Regions from separate parts of the Mus musculus genome. Here region 2 is linked to region 1. The links are chromatin contacts, called in public HiChIP or PLAC-seq maps. All regions are on one chromosome and are shown on one strand. The core of a region is the stretch at or near the end of the contact, and the rest is flanking DNA. Distances in the headings are between cores, read along the strand shown.

Region 1 (5,704 bases), core at 2,512-5,011:
GAAACATTAGACAAATTAAATGTAGCAGTTTATTAGAGCAAAGACCCACCCATGAATCAAAGCCACCCTCCCCATGTAGCCATGTAGGCAGAGGTTCAGCCATTTCCCAGCATTCCCTGAAGGACAGTTTGAGATGTCCTACAGGTATCAAAGCCCACATTTGCTATCTCATATAATGTACACATGTACACTTACAAACTTTAAATCATCTTTAGGTTACTATAATACCTAGTAGAATGTAAATGCTATGGAAGTCACTGTGTTGCCTAGGAAACAATGACAAAATTAACTCTTTGCATGTTTAGTGTAAATCTTGGTCCTAGCACACCACTGGGGGTGGTTGAGTCTGTGAATGAAGAATCATAGATAAGAAGCCAGTAGGTATATAATAAACAGAAAAGGGAGGTAATGGACAGAAATAGCTTGGCTGATTACTTGTCATCATTCATCTAATTTGGGTATAACGTGATAAGACATTTGCTTTATGCGAACATATTCCAATCAACAAGCAGCCTGTCATCGGTAGAAACTCAGCTGCTATGATTGGCTGAGACTTAGCTATTTGTTACAAAAATATTCTCATATGTTAGAGTGCAATTTATCTACATGCTAAGTCATGTTGTAGAGTGATCTTAATTATGGTGACAGCTTTAGGTCAAATTTAGTACAGTTTACCAGGGACAGGGGTTATCGGTGAAGTAGTAACACAAGAGATAAAATACCTAAGTTTATGGACATATCACCCTGAACACACCTCATCTCACCGGATCTCAGATGCTAAGCAGGTTTACGCAAGGCTAGTGCTTGGATGGGAGAAAAGACCATGAGGCTGGCTAAGAAGATGGTGGTTGCTTCACTCGATGATGGTGATAGGGTACAGGAAGGGTGAGATTAACTGAATCACTCCATTTTCAGGAAGAATTTAGAGGTAATAGTTTCAACTGTTGACAAAGGATTTTCAAGTGATTTCATATTGGTTAAACCTCTAGCTAACAAGACATTCTCAAAGAACACAGGGTAACAATCAATTCCAAAAGCTACCTAGAAAACACAGTGTCCGGGTGAAGAACAGATCAAACGTGTGGTCGTCAGACTATCAAAATCCTAAAAGTCTAAGTGGTACCCACGGATCTCTCCATTAGAAAAAATGGGGGTGGGGTGGGGAAGGGTGTTGCTTCTGGACAGGGAACTTCCCAGGAATACAGTAGCTAGCACCCTGGAAAAGTTTTTAAACATTTATTTATTTTGTATTTTTTAATGAGTATATGCCTGAGTGTATGTATGTGCACTGCATTGTATGCGGGTGCCTGTGGAAGCCAGGGGGTAATGGATCCCTTGAAACTGGAATTACAGGCAACTATGAGTCACTTGACGTGGGTACTGGAAACTGAACTCAGATCCTCTGCAAGAGCAGCAAGTGCTCTTAACTGGTGAGCCATGGCTCTAGCCCTTACCCCAGTTGTTTTTAACACTAAAATCCTGTAGCTTAGGCAGTCTGTCTTCAAATAGATCTGTTCGGGTATAACGTGGCATGAAGTTCAGGGCAAACGTCTACACCTCTCAGGTAAGGTACCCATGACAGACTAAAGAAATGACACTAGTTTGGTGACACAATGAGTTTATTGGTTACACTTGCAGGAATGAGAGTGAGCTGTTTCTTAGAGCAGTGAACTTCTGATCCTCTTTCTCCCATCTCCAGAGGAACAGGAGTACAGCACCATGCTATACTATGCAGTGCTAGGAATCAAAGCCGGGGCTTCATGCACAATAGTCAGATACTCTCCCTATGCCAGCTCAGTGGGCACGAGCTTGTGAAGGGGTGACTGTGGTTAATCGCAGCTGTTCTGGTAAAGATGGTGATGGCTACAAGTCACGATGGGTGATTGAGAACACAGAGATCTCACAAAATTTAAAAGGACTTATATCAGCTTAAACTTGAACATTTGAAGGGACAAATAATGAAAAATTAAAAGGGATGCCAAGACCTCGAACATCCTCCAAGCAGAAAGAAGCCTAAGAGAGCACCTCAACTAAACACAACGGACATTTGGCTTTGTCAGTTTGGTTTGGATTGGGGCTTCTTGAGACAGGGTCTTACTATGTAGCTCTTGCTGGAATGTGCTATTAAGAGCAGGCTGGCCATGCATTGCAGTGATTCTCCTGTCTCTGCCTTCTGAGTTCTAAGATGACAGGCATGCACCACCACACCCAGCTCACAGGGTATTTCTTACAGGAAAGGAAGGAGGATTCAGAAGGAAAAGCCAGGAATCCTCAAGGAATTGCCAAGAGCCATGGAAAACTACTCACAAGAAGCAGAAACACACAACCAATCCAGGGACATTCTCTGGCCCAGGCGTCAGGGCAAAATGGTAACATGTGCCCAGTGGAATTCCAGAATTGCTCACAACAGTGGTGCTTGCCCGTCCTGTGTGCTCTCGACTTTATGGCTTTCTTCTGCATCCTCTCCCACAACAGGTTCTTCGTTTGTGATATAACTTGCCATCTTGACCCAGAGGGATCATGATGCCTCCTCCTTTAGCAACCACACAGAAGCAACTGCTGAGAAACAGTATTAGGGAGTAGAGGAGAGACTGCTATATTATAGTGACGACTTGGAGCTGATTCCATCATGGAATGAGGATTTGGGCAGGTGCGAGTGCTAACCACTGTCAAAGGCAGAAGGGTAACCATGACAGATTATCACCTGTGTCTGCCACCCATTCCCTCTCTCTGCCTGAAATGCCACCTCATAAAGATGTAGCTCTCTTCCTTGTGTGCTTGTCTTGACCAAGCAGGGGCATCCGGAAGTTTTGAATCCCTCTGCCTGATGAGCACTGGCAGCTTTATCCTTGGGAGCACTGGTAAAGCACAGGCCCATTTTCAAGAAGCAGAATGGGGAGATTGCTTAAGATCTCTTGAAGGGAGGCTCAGGCCATCAACTGTCAGTTCAACCTGAGCTCCCAGCCAGTGGCTAGAACTAATGTCCAGCCATGTTAGTAAGGCTATTTCTGAACAACCATCCACCACCACTACCATCCCCACCCTGACTCCCTCGCCAATACCACAGACACATGAGCACTTAATTAAGCCACAGGATCTTAGGGACAAGAATTTGTTGCAGTTTGAAACCACAAAGTTTTGGTTGGTTTGTTGTGGCAACAGGGGACTAAAACAGAAGATAAGAGAAACTCTAGGGAGACTTAAGAATCTTAGGTAGCTATATGGATAGCAGAGATGGCAAAAGGAGCCAGAGAAAGAGGAAGGCACCTAGCAATAGCAAGTGCACATGAAAGTGGAGGATGCTTGCTTCAAAACAAGAAGAAACTCACTCACAGCATCAGAAGTCTCCGAGGACCCCAGAAAGATGATGAACAAACATAGTGGCAATCCACCCTCATCTTTAATAAAGTGACTCCATTGGTGGCCATTGGTAAACAGTGTCAGCAAAGCAGTGGCCACCAAAGCCAATGTCTGGGGTTAAAGAGACTTCTAGCAGGGCCCTTGACTTGCTAGACAGTGACAACAGGAGGAGACAGCAGGCGCAGACATCCTGCCATCAAGTTATCTCTAAAGGAAATGAAAGTAATAGGACATTTGATAAATGAGGCCATGAGGTCAAGGGGAGTTTTACATTAGCGCTTCAATACTTTCCACTCCACCTCCAGGTTGGACTTTTTGTAAATGGGTACCTTAGGGCTGGCGTGTGGCTGCAGCTGTGGTTGGTTCGTGAGGTTCTGGAGGAAGCTGGGGCATGTAGATATGATGGTGGTGGTGTGTGGGGTGAGGGGTGTAATGCTGGGTGTTCAGATGAGCCATGTGTCATTAAGCAACTATAGCAGTGTGTTACTTCAGAGTCTCCTCCTCCTCTGTTCTAGAGGGGACATCCTGGAAGATGCTGAAGAGCCTTCTAGGATTAATATTCAAGTTCAAATGTTTCTAGGTGTGACAGTTATACTTTGTTCTCAAGGCTAAAGCAAAAATCTAGTGTGTGAATATCAGTTAAATATTCTAGTGTATCAAACAAAACGTTGGCTCTCACAGCCAGCACCTAAACCACATTAACAGTATTATTCCTAGCCCAGAGCCTATGGTGCAGATCTTTGGTAGAATGTATTCAATAATGTGCTAGGTCCCTCCTGAGACTCTAAGGAGCCAGAGCTACCCAACATTCGTCATTGCAGATGTTTACCCCATTCAGAAGAGAGAGACCCATAGACATACCCAACATTAACCAGGATAGCAACTAAAAGAGGGGAGTTGGAAGTCAGGGCTAGTAAGTACAGATTATCTCCTCAAAGGATGTCTAGTCCTTCACTTGCAGGGGCTAAGAGGACAAATATTTATCACTTAAGGCATTGCAAAGGCAAAATGTACATGCCAAGACCTTCGATATCCCTCTTCCAAATGGCCAGCATTTTCAAGCTTTCTTTTGTTCCTGTTCATTGATATTGGAGGATGTTATCTGCTTTGGCTTCTTTGCTATTTCTAATTTATACTTTTGTCTTTGCTTTATGGGACACTTCAAAGTGTTGTTGCACTTCTTTACATATGTGTGTACATACATGGGCACACACTTGGCCATGACACACATGTTGAGGCCAGAGGACAATTTGCTGTCTCTCTCTACCATGTGGGACCCAGGGATCAAACTAGGTTGTCAGGCTTGGCAGCAAGCCCCTTTATCCACTGAACCATCCTATGAGCTCACGACAGTGTCCTTTTCTTCCCAGGCACAAAGAAGGAGCAAGCTAGAGAGTTAAGCGATGTTCTCACCATCAGGAAAGATCTTAGTTGGAGTTACCAAACTTTTCCTTTGGAGAAACAAAAGAAATTAGGAAGATAAATCTTATGTCTCTCATGACTACCTGCTCCCCCTCCCCCAACCTCACTCCGCAATCCTAATATATAATATCAGCGTTCTCCTTGGAGTATCAAAATGAGGCAGGGAGAATAACCCACCAGCTGCACTGTCTCTATAGTGGGAGGATGTGTGTGAGCATGCAAGTGGAGAGAACACTGCAGATCTGGGGGGGACAGGGACTTGTGGTAACATAGTTGGAAGCTCTGGGGTGCCTCTCAGGGTCGCTATCATTGTGCACTGTGCCGTGAGATGGTCCTTGCTGCCTTTACTTTCCAATTGGTCACCAGCTTCTGCATTAGTGTGATAGTTAACAATATGAACGCTTAAGACAAGGGACTTCATGTCAGCTCCTGTCCCTAAACCCTTACCAGTGGCTGTGGGACTTTGTATGGTTTAACTTATCATTCTCACGCTGTTAGCACCTACCATAGGAAGCTCTTGCATGAAGTAGTACACATGAGAGTAGAGGGGAGAGCTTGACCCATACTAAGAGCTACATCTACTCCTCCTTGCTAATACTTTTTGAGCTTCACATTTTGGGTGGAAGGGGGATATGACAAAGAGCCAGGTTCTATCACACAAGAAACAAGATGAGAACAAACGAACCAGCTTGAGACAAGTCCTACCTGACATTTTCTTTCTTTTTTTTAAAATTAGGTATTTATTTCATTTACATTTCCAATGCTATCCCAAAAGTCCCCCACCCGCTCCCCCACCCACCCACTCCCAATTCTTGGCCCCGGCATTCCCCTATACTGAGGCAGATAAAGTTTGCATGACCAATGGGTCTTTCTTTCCACTGATGGCCGACTAGGCCATCTTCTGATACACATGCAGCTAGAG
Region 2 (6,348 bases), core at 833-3,332, 140 kb after region 1:
ACCAGGTCTACACCCAAGGCGTGATGCTGCAGAGCTTTGCCCATGGCATGAAACTAGAAGGACGGCATAATTACATAATGACAGTAGCTCATTGCACTCCCAAAAGGCTTATCAGACGAGGATAATTGAGAAAATGGCTTCTTCCCACTTAGCACCATTATCAGAGCACCTGAATTAACGAGCCCAGTAAATCCAGAAAGACAAATGGAGCCAGCGCTCCTTCCTCCAGGAAAGTCTTTCCGATGCGTTGAAGGCTGCTTTTACAGGAACCGTCTGAGCCCTAGAATTGGCAGTTTCAGTAACTCCACCCGTAGACCAGAAAAAGTGAGTAACATTTAGCAAAGTGATCTCCCACTGTAGTTATAGGAATGCAAGGTTGTCAAGTCCAACCTGCCTGGCTTCTGGAAGGGCTGCTACTCCCAACCCCCTTTATTTAGAGCACTAAGTAGCTGAGAGGAGACCTTAGCATAAAACTCCACTGTTGAAGCTAAGCTTGGGATTGCTGCTGGTGTTCTTATTTTAGGACTGTGTTAAGCTCAAAACTAGTCAATAGTTTAGCAAAGAAGGGTAGTATTTATTTCCTAATGTTTTATAAAGGCTTTGAGGATTCTTGTCAGAGAGGAACAGCTAAATATGTCCACCTGATATGATAGCAAATGTCTTATTTTATTAAACATTAAATTGTTTTATTATTTTATTGTTTTTATCCTATTTTTTTCCTAAGTAGAGCATTTTCCTTTGTACCTAAGAGGAACAGTATTTGCAGTGGTCCTCTACAACACCCTCTCTGATGATCAAGGTCAAAAATCAAATAAGCCCTCAATTCGGAGGCTGTAAGTCATTCTGTTAACAAGAAACAGCCATTGCAAAGCACTCTGTCGCTTTCCAGGTTGGAGTATCAGTCAGACAGAGACTCAATGCAATCGCTTCTTGGCGGACTCTGCTGCCCGAATGTAAGCTGTGTTCTGTGGGCAACCGTCTGCTTATTTTCTTTTCTGGACAAGTGGTTAGCCCATGTTGGATATCCTGTGTTTATGGAATTCCAGAAAGGCTATGTCATAGAAATCGCTGGTGTGCGCGTGCGAACGTGCGTCCGATTTATGGAGAGAAAGTAAACCGAAACAGCTTGTGGAGAAATCCACCCGAAAGCAGTGGCTGAGGTGCCCCTCAGAGATGCGGGGAGAAATCCAGCCGAAAGCGGTGGCCGAGGTGCTCCTCAGACCGGGGCCTTCATTTCCAAGGGCTTTATCCACTATGGTACCTTACCTCATAAGTACCAAGAAGTAAACAATAGATCCAAACGTCAAAGGCTGAGGTGCCCAGCAGAAAAATCATGAAAGCCAGACACATCACTTTATTGTCTATCATTCGTAACACACACACACCAAACAAAAAAAAACCCAAAAAAATAAAAAATACTTCAAGTTGTACTTAAATACAAGAAACCTTAATTTATATTTAAAAGTTGAAATTTTCCCATAAAATCTCAGACAGACGGTTAGAATTAGCATCAGCTTAGAAAATAAACAAAGACATAAGGGACAAGTCTAGGATTGAACAGAAAAGAAGGAATCCTAGAAAAGCTTTTATAATTTAGCTTTTCTTTTCCAACTTCTGAATGAGTTCTGTTCCACTGTTCATTTCAATAAGCTTGACTTTGTGTGAGGAGAGAGATGCAATCTTGGAGTTCAGGGGTTTTGTCTGTGATTTTAACGCCACGATTCACACAGGCACTAAAGAAACTGTTTGTTCTGGTTCCTATAAACTCACTTAATGTTTTAATTCACCTGAACCAACAACCGAATGCCACAGGCCATTTCGAAACAACTTTCCCTCATCATTCAAGGTAGCATGTGCTTTTCATAGTCTTTCAAATACTGATCCCTGAAACAAAACCAAAAACATACCTTTGCCCTGTTTTCTATTCACTGTTCACCGCTGTAATGTAAGTAAGCCCTCTTTGGGGGGGGGGGGGGGAATGCAAAAATGAAGTTTAACCCACAATTGAGTCTTACATCCTGTGGTCTTGGAATTTTAAAATTTCATTCAAAACACACATTATAAACAAACTCTCCCAAATGACCATCTCGAGAGGAATGTGGCAGAAATCCAGAAACAATTGTAATATTTGGACCAAGCATGAGCATAAATAGCCAGTGTGTGTTTTCATGAGGGGGATTATGGCTTGTTTCACAAACCCTACAGGGGATTTGTAGATGGGCAGAGCTCAATTCCATGTCGGTTGAGTGTCTCCAGAAGAAAACAATCCCTTGACAGTCAGTGAAGATGAGCTATTAAAAAGGCTCTCTTTGTTTGTTGGAAGCAGTGGTGTGTGTGTATGTGTGTGTATGTGCATGGGTGTGTGTGTGTGAAATTCACGCCAGGAGCCTTTCACACGCTAGGTGAACACCCTACCACTGAACCCCAGCCCCAGCCCCCAAATATCTTTTTAAACTACTCCTATCTGTTGACTACGAACATTGGAAGGAAACTTTCTGGCCTATAAATAAATGCCTATAACCTCAAGCTCAAAGTTGTATCCGGGGCACCTGATCTTTAGTCTAACGGTGGAGACCGATTCAAGGTGAGCGGGTGCTAGAGAAAGGAACACAAGCAATCTTATGTCTTTTTGTCAGGAATATCCAACCAGTGGAGTCAGTGAGATGCCACCAGGCAGTATCCAGGGGGTGGATGATTTAAAGGAGGATGGAGTCCAGTTGTGCTGCAGGGTCAAACTTCAAAGAGATAAGGTAGGATGGGGAAGCTGTAGAGAGCCTCCTAGTGTGTGCACTAGCCTATGCGAATAGTTCATCTCTCTCCCAGAAAAGTGGCAGTACTTTAACACACACACACACACACACACACACACACACACACACACACACACACGTTGGCATGAGAGTGAAGAACAATTAAGTCAGAGAGTCATTTCAAAATAGTTCTTGGCTCCTTACCTCTGCAGCAAAGTTTAACATGAAGACACCTTGTTATTTCTCCTTTTAGTCCTCAGTAAATTTTAATGGTCTACAAATCCATTATTTCTTCAAAATTTGTTTAGGAGAACAGCCTTATCTAGAGATCTACCATGAATCTCATGCCTATTTTTTTAATAGCACCAACACTCAGAATAGCTCTACAGGAACTGGCAGGATCACCTACTCTAATGAGTAGACCTTCCCACCTCCATGATGTTTCAGTTTCGATTTTAACACACGATTCTGAGAAGCCTGGGTGAACTAATATAGTATCGTAGGCCGCTGGGTTTTAATCATCGTGAAGTGAAAATGCATCGCCTCTCTGGGAGGGACAAAGGAAAGTAGAGGTTCTTCTTAGGAACCCTGTGAAGCTTGCCAGGCCCAAGCAGGAAACATCGAGCAGCTTCTCAGAAGACAGAGCCAAGACCACGTTAGAATTATCTGGTACCCATCAGCATCATGGGCTGATAATTATCTCTGAGGGTTAGTTAGCATGGTCGATGTGTGATCTGCAAGGCAAAAGTGGGGCCTCGGGACTCTCGAGTTTGTACTTCAGAGTGAAGCGGTTATGTCCAAGTTCCTTCACATACCCAACTCCTTGTGCCACGCTTAAGTCCCTTTTAAAGTCGATTCGACAATGCAAAAGCAGGGTTGGGCAAACAGTGGAGGTGGTACAAACAGGTTTGGGCTCAGGGAGAAGATAACCATCTTTAGCATCTGTTTCTGTCCTTCCCTCTTCCTGCTACCCCTTGTCTCTTCTCTGAAGTCCTGGAGCTTGAGCCCAGGACCTCATGCCATACCAAGGAGCCAGCTCTGCGCAGAGCCGTTAGACATCGCCAGCCTTGATTTTTATCTGCATCTGACCTGGGGTATCCCAGGATAAATCAGTTGAATTTTGGATTCGCATTTCACCTCTCAATAGGGATAAAAAGCACCCGATGCTTGCAGAGCCCAGGGCGTATGCACATTCACTCAAAGGAGTCTGTAATACCAAAGCTAATGATTGGTATCAAGACACACTGCACTTCTTACTTTTCCCATGTAGCTTTCACCAAGGAACAGTAGAAAGAGCCAAACCTATAAACTCTGAAAGAGTGTACTATCAACCGAGTGCTGGAGTTTATCAAGTGAACTCCAAATTGAGGGTTATTGTTTTCTGCTCAGGTGTCTGACAACCTTCCTATTGGAGTGCAGACTTAAAGTACTTTGATCATCTTTTTTTGTTTTTTGTTTTGTTTTGTTTTTTTGTTTTTGTTTTTTCGAGACAGGGTTTCTCTGTGTAGCCCTGGCTGTCCTGGAACTCACTTTGTAGACTAGGCTGGTCTCGAACTGCCTGCCTCTGCCTCCCGAGTGCTGGGATTAAAGGTGTGTGCAACCATGCCCGGCTTACTTTGATCATCTTAACTGAGTCAAATTCACTAGTAGGTAAAAGAAAGTTTTATTATGAGGCCAGCTGGCCTGTGTGAAGTGACGTTCCCTTTTTCCCCTAGCATCTGTCACTCCTGCTTAATTTCTTACATGGCTTTATCATCACTGAAAATCCCTTACATATGTCATAGATTGTTCTTGGTGTCCTGGAACTTTGTAGACCTGTAATTCACAGAGATCTGTCTACCTGTCCCTCTGAAGTGCTGGGATTAAAGTTGTGCACCACCGCACCCAGCCCCATATTTGAATTCTTTTTTTTTAAAGATTTATTTATTATATGTAAGTACACTGTAGCTGTCTTCAGACATTCCAGAAGAGGGAGTCACTTGTTACAGATGGTTGTGAGCCACCATGTGGTTGCTGGGATTTGAACTCCGGACCTTGGGAAGAGCAGTCGGGTGCTCTTACCCACTGAGCCATCTCACCAGCCCCCCATATTTGAATTCTTAATACAAATTCCCCAAGAACAGCTCCACTTCCAGTTCAGCCCTGTTACCCAGTTCCTGCCTCATTCATAGTAAGCATTCAACAAATATTATTTTTGAGTTAATAAGTGTCGGGGTGAAAGTTAGTAAGACGAAAGGGAGGTGAGCTAAATGAGACCATCAGATTCTTGAAAGACTGACTTGCGTTCTTGGTAAAACTGCCTGATGGAAAATTCAGAAGGTTGTTTTGAGATAGAGTGAGTTTATCTGGCCTTTGGTCCTAGGCAGAGATCTTCACCGATAACCTTTAAGGAAAATCACCCTAAAGCATCTAGACACAAAGGGATCCCTTATCTACTGATCTATAGCCTGACCTTAAGAGTGAGTTCCAAGATGGCCAGGACTACACTGAGCTACGTGGGTCTGCTTTGTACCAGACATGTGAGCTGAGTATCATGGTTAATTTCCCTACCGACAGGTGATCTCAGAAGTTAAGGCATATAAGCGAAGTTCCCAACTAGCACCAACTAAAATCTGGCCTTCTTTCCCTGCACCACAATCTTTTTTTTTTCCCCCCAAAGACAGGGTTTCTCTGTGTAGCCCTGGCTGTCCTGGAACTCACTTTGTAGACCAGGCTGGCCTTGAACTCAGAAATCCACCTGCCTCTGCCTCCCAAGTGCTGGGATTAAAGGTGTGCGCCACCACTGCCCGGCCCTGCACCACAATCTTATGTTGGGTTAAATCTCATGGTTAAAAGCAACATTATTTTTCTCCTTCAGATTTTTTGATTACTATAAGTGGAAGGTTATTCTGTCCTGGGACTGATAACTCTGATTGCTAGAAACCAAAGTTCATTATAGAATATTCCTGAAAGCCGGGTGTGGTGGCTTACACCTTTAATCCTAGCACTTGGGAGGCAGAGTGAGGTGAATCTCTGAGTCTGAGGCCAACCTGGTCTACAGAGCGAGTTCCAGAATGACCAGTCCTATATAGAGAAATGTGTCTTGAAAAACCAAAGGCAGGGTGGGGTGGGGGGTGAGGCAGAACATTCCGGGAAGATTACTCACAAAACTGATAATAGTATTTTCTTTTTCTGAGGCTGAACATGACCAGAGAGAGTCTGACTTTTCTGTTCATGGAGTGTTGCCAGATAAAGGATAATATTAAACCTTGATTTCAACTGTTGGGAGGTGTAGTTCAATGGTAGCGTACTTGAGCAACCTGTGAGGTCTTAGGTTTAATCCTTGGTTGTGAATACACAAATGAATGAATAAATACACGATGTGAGACAAACAGTTAATAACTGTAGTTTAAGTATACACCAACTAACACATGGGATAAATGCATATCATCTAGGAAGAAAGGATTTAAAATGGGAGAACTTTGGTTCTGGGCACTTAAATAAAGTCAAGAAGCTACTGCTAACCAGATCCCAAATTTTTGCATATGAACCTTTGACCTGGGCTATAGACAACTTCTCCTCACATGCCAGTTGACCTTTGAAATGTTGTTAGCCTCTC

The links. HiChIP or PLAC-seq counts read pairs in DNA pulled down with a chosen protein or histone mark.
Region 2: an H3K27ac HiChIP or PLAC-seq map of CD8 T cells shows a contact between it and region 1, with 26 times the contacts expected there. The contact joins two enhancer-like sites. A contact is called at or near these places in 10 of 39 promoter capture datasets (3T3-L1-derived adipocytes, the C10 cell line, the HPC-7 cell line and 4 more), 1 of 15 datasets of contacts at CTCF or cohesin (CD8 T cells), 3 of 484 Hi-C or Micro-C datasets (bone marrow-derived macrophages, nephron progenitors and uterus), 9 of 115 datasets of contacts at active chromatin or transcription factors (CD8 T cells, the NIH/3T3 cell line, embryonic stem cells and 3 more) and 4 of 9 other capture datasets (adipose tissue, liver, macrophages and 1 more).

The regions. Positions count from the first base shown.
Region 1 is chr5:53,417,845-53,423,548 of GRCm38.p6, forward strand. No RefSeq gene overlaps it. Among named protein-coding and RNA genes, the nearest start is that of Gm40304, 130 kb to the right of the region's middle. Within about 2 kb of position 3,762, at least 42 of the 459 cell types and tissues checked have an H3K27ac peak or open chromatin away from gene starts, as enhancers often do. A contact at or near this core is called in CD8 T cells and memory CD8 T cells, where this site is marked.
Region 2 is chr5:53,563,464-53,569,811 of GRCm38.p6, forward strand. It overlaps a transcript of Rbpj not described here. Among named protein-coding and RNA genes, the nearest start is that of Gm40304, 20 kb to the left of the region's middle. Within about 2 kb of position 2,083, at least 86 of the 459 cell types and tissues checked have an H3K27ac peak or open chromatin away from gene starts, as enhancers often do. A contact at or near this core is called in CD8 T cells and memory CD8 T cells, where this site is marked.